Linked DNA regions of Oryza sativa: region 2 is linked to region 1. The links are chromatin contacts, called in public ChIA-PET maps. All regions are on one chromosome and are shown on one strand. The core of a region is the stretch at or near the end of the contact, and the rest is flanking DNA. Distances in the headings are between cores, read along the strand shown.

Region 1 (4,023 bases), core at 756-3,255:
ACAGCCCCGTTAACAAGTCAGCATGGGCTTAGCGTATGAAAGAGCATCGCGTTTGGTGGTCGCCCATCACGTTGTACGCTCAACAGCTCAAGAAGAGTGGCGGATCTGTGGGGGGTGGTTGATTCACAACAAGCTTGTCCATTTCATTCTAGACTCCAATACTGATTCGTCTCTCCGAACGGAACAACGCTATCTGTCACTGTATAGGAGGATCACCAGCTTGTCGTTATGAGATTTTTACAGTATAATAATACAGTTTTAGTACTATTGTATAGTAATATTCTTTTTATGGAATTTAATTTGTAATAATGGTAAAAAAATATAATTGTTGAATACTTGAATCAAAATCTGACATAGATAAATGGATTCATAGGTACGGTGAATCATCTCAGACGGTATTGATAGGAACGACCAGAATTAATTAGTACTCATATTGTCCTTTCATGCTAAAATATAAGATATTAAAGTAAACTAGAATACATCTTATCTTACTATTACAAATTTAAATAGTCTTAGTACTAGAATTTATAATATTAGGATGGGTTTCATTCAATACTAATAACTTATGTTTTGGGCCGAAAGAAGTAGTAAGGATCAAAATACTACACGGTCGTCTGCATACAGTTATGGATAGCCAAATGGTACATCCCGGTCATTTCCTATCATTATCGGAAGAGAATTGACATATCGATCCGTATCTTTTTTTAAATGCTCTTGCGGATCTTTGAATTTTATACGTGAATTCAGAAAAAAGTTAAAAGAAATAACATAACGTAAATAGGAACCTGTAATAATTAAACAGAGTAGAATTGCTGGATCTATATCATTGCGGGCAAATCAAGTGGCTTATATGTTTGGGAGTCAACAACAAGGGTCCAGCTAGACTGGTAGTCTAGAGCGCATATCCGTAGTGTGTGTGACGCGACTATGTAAACCCAACAAACCATGGACGTCGATGACGACGAGGTGGAACGACTGATGCTTATGCTCACGCTCAGAAATAGTCGGAAACAATATCATCTCTTCGAAAATAATTCTTTGACTATTTAATGGTGATTGTAATATGGTGTTAAAATAAATTAGAAAATTAAAATAAAATTATGCATCAGTATAATTAAAAACGTTCAGCGAAGTGAACATAACTTAATTAGTTTGGTGTCTTGCGGTGAAACAAGTCTATCTAGTTTCAAATTCTAAGCTTAACATGGATGCTCGTATTTACAACTATTTATTTTTTAGTGGTAAGCGACGTATCTATCAATAATATTTATGCTCTTATCGTTGTTACGACCCTCCAGGGTTGTAATCTTGTAATTTTTTTCCTACTCTATCAATAGAACTTCGCACCGTCTCGTACGAGTCGTTAAAAAAAATAATATTTATGCTCTTAATAGTAGGCGACGTACCTTAGTGAGGTGCTCGTAGTGACTTCGTCAATATCAAAATATATCAGTCCAGTCTTTTAAAATCATGTGTTGTCCTGCGTTTTTGACTGTGCTTCTTAAAAAAAAAAAAAGAAGAAGAACAAGACCAAGAAGCAACGTTCGAAAATGGTATCACTTATACGTTAGACGCTGCTCCGTCGTCGGTAGAGAGTTTGCATGACCGACCTGTAGCGAGAGCAAAGCTAGAGCAGTTACGCGCCGTGCCTACCCGTGTATCACCGCGATGAGGTACAGTACGTACCTCGCTACCGACCGACCGACCGACCGCCGCGCGCGTACTGGCTACACACACATACGCGCGGCGACAGCACGCACGGGGCACCGCCACCGCGACGCGACGCGCGCGGGGGGAAAGCTACCGTACGCGTACGCGCCCGTCCCTTCCCTCGCCGGTCCGCATGCCGCTGTCGCGTTGAAACCTTCAAACGCCGCCCTCTCCAACTCCAACAGTGGAGCGCGCACGCACGCACGCTGGCTCTGCTCTGTGCCGTGCGCATCATTCCATCGGTTTCTCCACCCAGCCCGGCCCAACCCCAAGTCCCCAACCCCCGCTCGTGGTTGGAAATTTTGGACTCCCACGACGTCGCGGTCACGCACGACTCCCATTTATCACGGTCACGCGAGCCCCCCTTCACACGCGCTACACGCTCCTCCTCCCACTCCCCGCTCCCCCGCACCATTCGTCTCGTGCAAGTGCAACCAGCCACTTGCGTGATGATATATTGACTGCTCCATCTCTCGTCTCGCGCTTCACTCCACATCTGTTTCCATCGCGAGCCACAGAGAGAGGGGGAGAGAGTGTGAGTGTGAGATCACAACTACTGTAGTGTTTGTGTGTGCGTGGGATGATGGGGACGGAGGCTACGGCGACGACGACGGTGAGCGGCGGCAGTGGCAGGGCGGCGCCGGCAGCGCTGTGCCTGCAGGCGGCGCGCGGCGCGTGGTCGCGGACGAGCAAGGTGCTCGACGTCGACGCCGCGTCGCCCACGGCGGCGCCGTCGCTCGGGTCCTCCGTCGGCGTGCCGTTCCTCTGGGAGGAGGCGCCCGGGAGGCCTAAGGTGGTGGTGGTCGCGCCAGAACACTTCGCGCCGCCGCCGCCGCTCGCTCCGGCTGCCGACGAGAGGGCACCTGTTTCTCACGGCGGCGAGGCTGCGCCTGCGAGCGGTGGTGACCGCGGCGACGGTGACAAGGCGCGACACGTCGTCGTGCCGCTCAAGCTGCCGCCTCGGTTGCAGGCTGCAGCGGCAGCCGCGGCGGCGGCGGATTCGTCGCTCTCCCCCAACACCGTGCTGCACGGCCCCTACGGTGGAAACAAGCCGCCGAGGCCGCTGACGAGGAGCGGGAGCACGGCGAGCCACCGGAGGAAGCCAAGCGCCGTCGGGGTGAGCCTCTGGAGGAAGGCCACGGCGGCGGCGAGAGGCAAGAAACACGACTACGACGCGGCGGCTCTGGACGCGTCGTGCCGCTCTCCGGCGTCGTCGTCCTCCTCCTCGTCATCCTCGTCGTCCTCGTCGATGTCCTACTTCGCCGACGACGACCACCGGAGGAAGGCTGACGGGCACGGCGACCCGGAGCCGGAGGCCGACGGCGAGGAGTGCGGCGCCAAGAGCACGGTGAGGATCACGCGGTTCAAGAGGAACAAGAGCCTCCCGAGCGTGAACACTTCGCACCTGTGGGTACGTGCGGTTTCCCGCCTTCCTCTGCTTTTTCTCTATGCGTTTGCTCTGTTTCCCGCAACTGAACTTGAACTCGATGTCCGAATGCGATTTTTTTTTACTCTGTTCTTCATATTACAGATTTTAACATGGAACTCCAAAAAATATTTCTGAGAAAAAATATTCTATTGTATGTGTTGTAATATTACTAGTTTATACTATTTCGTTCTAAAATATTCTAAAATATAAGAGATTTTGTCTACACATTTTGTATTGCTAATTTTTTTTTTATATTTTAAGACTCATTTAGTTATTACTATCGATTGGTTTCTAGAGAGTTTTTTTTTAGAACAAAATATGGGGTCAACAAGACATAACTTGTGCTGATTATCAATCAATAATTTTTTTTTGCGGGAGATTATCAATCAATAATTAAAAAACGATTTTCTTTAGTAGGGATTTTTGTGATCGACAAATCTTATGTGTTATTTTTTATATGATTCTTTGGGGTTAACAATGGACAGCACACATATATCATGTTTATAAGCACTAGAGATCTGAAAACCTGGATAGTTGTCTAAACTCTAAACTCTAAACAAGCACACTTCACACATCTTGCATTTTTTTTGGCAGTCTTGTACACATCCATTAATTTTATCTAGTGATATAGCTGGCGCAGAATATGTTAGTAATCTTGGCGACTAATCCAAAGTTGAACTTTGAGCAGGCAAGCATCCGCAGAAGCGTCAAACAGATTACTCCATGGAGCTAGAAATCCTGCAAACTCCCACGGTACAGTGTCACAAACTGTACCCAGACATGCAGATCAGGAATGCTACATCTGCAAAATGTTGAGCTCTGGAAATCACAAGGACATCCGGATGACAAAGCATTCGCTGCTCAGTGTAAAAGAAGAATTTTAG
Region 2 (4,023 bases), core at 571-3,070, 45 kb after region 1:
ACTACTATTTACCAATACTACTACGTATGGATCATTGGGTACCACTACGATCGAGCACGCATGCTGCAGCTGCCGTTCAATCAGTAGCCGAAGAAATCTCTCCTACGGTGGTCGGCGGCGGCAGCTGGCGGCGGCGGCAGAGCCAGCTGCTGGTGGTGGTGGCGGTGGCAATGACCGGCGGCGAAGCTGAAGCAGTGGTCGAGGTCGAGCACGTCGACGGCAGCCGCCCTCCTCCGCTTGTAATTCTCCTTGAAGCACGCCTGCCTCAGCTTCTTGGTCCTCTCCGTCAGCTCCACCGCCGGGTTCCTCTCCATCAGCGCGCAGCAATTCTCCAGCGCCTCCAGCTCCCGCCGCATCGCCGCCGCCGACATCCCCTTGCTCCCCATCTCCTGCACGCCATGGACGGACGGTGCAATGCAAGCAAAGCAAGAACTGAATTGGTCTGGAGGAAGAAGACGAAGACGAGGCTGATCGAGAAGGTTCTAGGGGTTAGGTTGATGCGTGCCTGGACGTTGAGGATGAGGGACTTGAGGCTCTTCATCTTCCGGTGAGGCCACCGGGCGACGCCGAGCTCGCGGCAGCGCTTCTTGAGCACGGTCAGCCCCACGTTCATCTCCCTCGCCGCCTTGGTGATTGGCATGTAGAAGTACCGCCTCAGGTCCTCGAATCCGATGTGGTCCAGCCGAGTCTTCCCGCCCGCCGTCGCCGCCGATGATCCGTCGCGGCGGCTCCTCGTCACGCGCGGCGGCGGCGGCGGCGGTGGAGGAAGAGGAAGAGGCGTCAATGTCGTTGCGGCTGATGTGATGATCTTTGGCTTCTGCTCCTGCTCCTGCTCGGCGGCGTGACGTCGCATGCCCATCTCGTAGCTCTCGACGATCACCATGGACAGGGAGTCGTCGCCGGCGAGGGCGGCGTCGTTGCGTTGCTTGGTCACGTCGAACTTGACGTCGTCGTCCTGCGTGCCGAAGTGGTGGGCGCCGCCGCCGCCGACCGCCGGGAGCGCGATCGCCGCGTCGAGAGTGTGCTGGGGACTGGGCTTGGGCTCGCCGACGCCGACGACGACGTCGCGCGCGTCGGCGAACGCGTCGAGGTCGATGTCGGTGAAGGGCATCCTCAGGAGCTCGTCGTCGTGGCTGCCGCCGCCCGCCGTCGCCGCCACCGCCACCGCCACCGCGGGCAACGTCGAGACGAACTGATCAGGCTCGAGCTGAAACTGCTGGTACATGTAGTGGTCGACGTCGGCGGCGGCGGCGGCCGACGCGGCCACCGGCAGGTAGCCGGCGGCCATCTCCATCTCCTCGTCCCTGATGACGACATGATCAAAACCGTTCAAATTCTAGGCTGTAATAAATCCATCGAGTTGCAGAAAGAAAGAAAGAAGGTGAAGAAATGATGATGTTCACCTGACAACGAGATCGGCGGTCATGCAGGCGCCGCCTATTCCGGCCACCGCGCCGCCATGATCGCCGGCGGAGTGCAAGAGTACGTCATCGTGATCACTACACGAGACGATTCAACAACAATGTCAGTTTCATGTACTACTACACTCCTACTCGTGAATTCTACAAAACCAAAAATAACCAAAGCGATGATGAAATGAAATGCACTGACCTGAGGAGGAGAAGCTGCGACGACCACGAAGAAGAAGAGGAAGAACACGGCGGCGGGATGGCGGCGAGTGGGTTGAGCCAGTCGCCGCCGATGCTGCCGCCGTAGTAGCAGCACTCGTGCATCTCCATCATGATCGATCGATCGACGACGGCAGTTGGCCACTGAAGCTACCTAGCGAAGAACGTACTGCAAATTTAGCCTGATTGATGGTATCGATCTCAGAGTTGCCGATGGATGCTGAATAGTGCGCCTATTTATATACACACACAACCAGACGCGTAGGAATACTAGTATACTCCTACATATGTGGATGTGTGTGTACAGTAAATCTTGAAAAGAGATTTCGCATGATGGGGGAAAAGATGGCGAGATGAGCAAGAAGCAGCAATTAATGTGTAGATTTGGTGGATCAATTGCATGATGCGTTCGTGTATTCCCGAGCCGATCGAGGATTGATTGATCATTTCCACTGAGATTCATCGGCGGCGCGTGCACAGGATAAAATTAAAACGCTTTCAGATAAGACGATGCAGGTAATAATTAACCAACCTGTTTGCTTGTTTAAAAACGCACGCGTCCACTACCTCACCATCGACGGATGGATGGATGGATGGATATGACCGCCTCGGTAACTAACGCCTGCATGCATGCATGATATGATGGATGCGTCCGCGCTTGACTGACGTCGTGTGCGGCCGCGCGCGGCGGAGAGACGTGTGACGTGTGCACGTACACACACACATCGGATGCGCGTCATCGTCGATGGATGGGTGATGGATATGGGCGAACGTGTGAACGTGCCTGCCGGATGATGACGGTGTATGCCCTCAATTTGCTGGGCTTTAGTCTATTGGGCTACAGTTGGGCCTTTCGGGTCAGATGTGCTTTCGGAAGCATGGCCCGGTCGACTTAGATCAGGCCCAGTGATAACACTAACTGCACATTCCGCATTGAATAAGTAATAAGTCTATCGTCCGTCCCTCATCTTTCCGTCGAGTTTGTATCGTGGTCCTCGACCGCGCGCAGAACCGGGTACAATGCATCCCTCATCTCCCAAAACTAGTGTAAACGATGTCCTAAGGAAATATGGAGGATGGTTTTTAGCTTACATGGTGCCTACGTACTGACCTTAAAAATTAGAAATAAATAAAAATTATAAGTGTGCCTCACACATGAGTGACATTGCAGTCTTAACCTCCCCTCTCTATCCTATTCCCCCCATCTTTCTTGTAGAGCAGGGACGAGGGGGAGGAGCTTCAGTAGCCACCATGGCGGGACCGTGCCGACATTGATGTCAGTTATGCGCATCCGCTAGGAGCATCAGATAGTCGCACAGGAGTCCATCCCCACCAAGCGCTAAAGGGAGGTATGGAGGGAACATGTGGAGTTTGTCGAGTTCGCCGGTAAATAGCATGGCTTCTTTGAGGTGGACCCCCAGCGGTGCAGTGCCTCCAGAGCTCTAGGAAAAAAATTTCAATTCCGCTTAAGTTTCTTGCTGTAAAGTTCGTTATTTAACTGTTACTGCTCATGTGTTTCTGAGAAGTTTTGAGAGGATGGTTTGGGTTCAAGAAGTCAGAGGAAGGGGATGGATCCGGCGTTGCTAGATGACATCACCCAGAGGCTTAGTGTGACATGCGGCCCAATTTTGATGGCCCGTGAGAGTTGTGTACGCATGTTTAGTACTGCATTGCTAGTCTAGCAAGAATGAAATCAACTTATAAGGTCTTATCCCTCCAGTCATATCACTCTTTGGGTTAACCCTCTTACAAAAAGTGAGGACGGAAGTGTAAGTGGGTGCACCCGTTAGATGGGCTGGATTGCACGGTTCTGGAGTCAGAGATACTTATCGAGGTGAAGAATCCATGTTCCATATTTGTAGAAGGTTGACCTTTGTGTTTCTCTCATGATTCATTCCTCTTCCTGCTGAGTCCCTTTCTCATCTCTTAGGAGATCTTATCTCATCAGCCCAACCTTTCCTCACTTCTTGCCATGCCCGAGCAATATTTTGATGTTGGCCATCCTCAAAATGTCATCTTGGGGATTGGCTTGGTTTTTCAATGGTTACCAAGTGTCATGTTGTTTGGATGCACTTGCTTAATGTACTATACCCGATCTTCGGGGTGATAGCCCACTGTTGTCCAAGAAAAATGGCGGCGAAGGAGGCGGGGGCGAGGAAGATCGGAGGACGATGGTGGCAGACGACAGAGAGGAGAAGAATGGCAATGGACGGTGGGACATTTGGGGATGGCTCAGCCACACCATCTCCCTTACTAGCATTCCACTGGTCTCATCGGTGCCGGCCTCCCACAAGATGGTGCCACTACACCATCTCTCTTGCCACCGAGGATGCCATTCCTCTCTCCATTGAGAGAGATGGAGAGAAAAGGGGGGAGAGAAAGGAGGGAGAGAGAA

Evidence for each region. ChIA-PET counts read pairs in DNA pulled down with a chosen protein or histone mark.
Region 2: a contact with region 1 is called in an H3K4me3 ChIA-PET map of leaf, with 4 times the contacts expected there. The contact joins the promoter of LOC107276829 here to the promoter of LOC4325843 in region 1. A contact is called at or near these places in 3 of 4 datasets of contacts at active chromatin or transcription factors (leaf and seedling).

The regions. Positions count from the first base shown.
Region 1 is chr1:21,230,774-21,234,796 of ASM3414082v1, forward strand. It overlaps LOC4325843, which reads left to right and starts at 2,006. Exons shown (of 2, transcript XM_015770679.3): 1 at 2,006-3,121; 2 at 3,828-4,023. The coding sequence starts at 2,291. The coding sequence ends at 3,872.
Region 2 is chr1:21,275,647-21,279,669 of ASM3414082v1, forward strand. LOC107276829 reads right to left here and starts at 1,821. Exons shown (of 3, transcript XM_066306819.1): 1 at 1,612-1,821; 2 at 1,404-1,499; 3 at 1-1,304. The coding sequence starts at 1,742. The coding sequence ends at 314.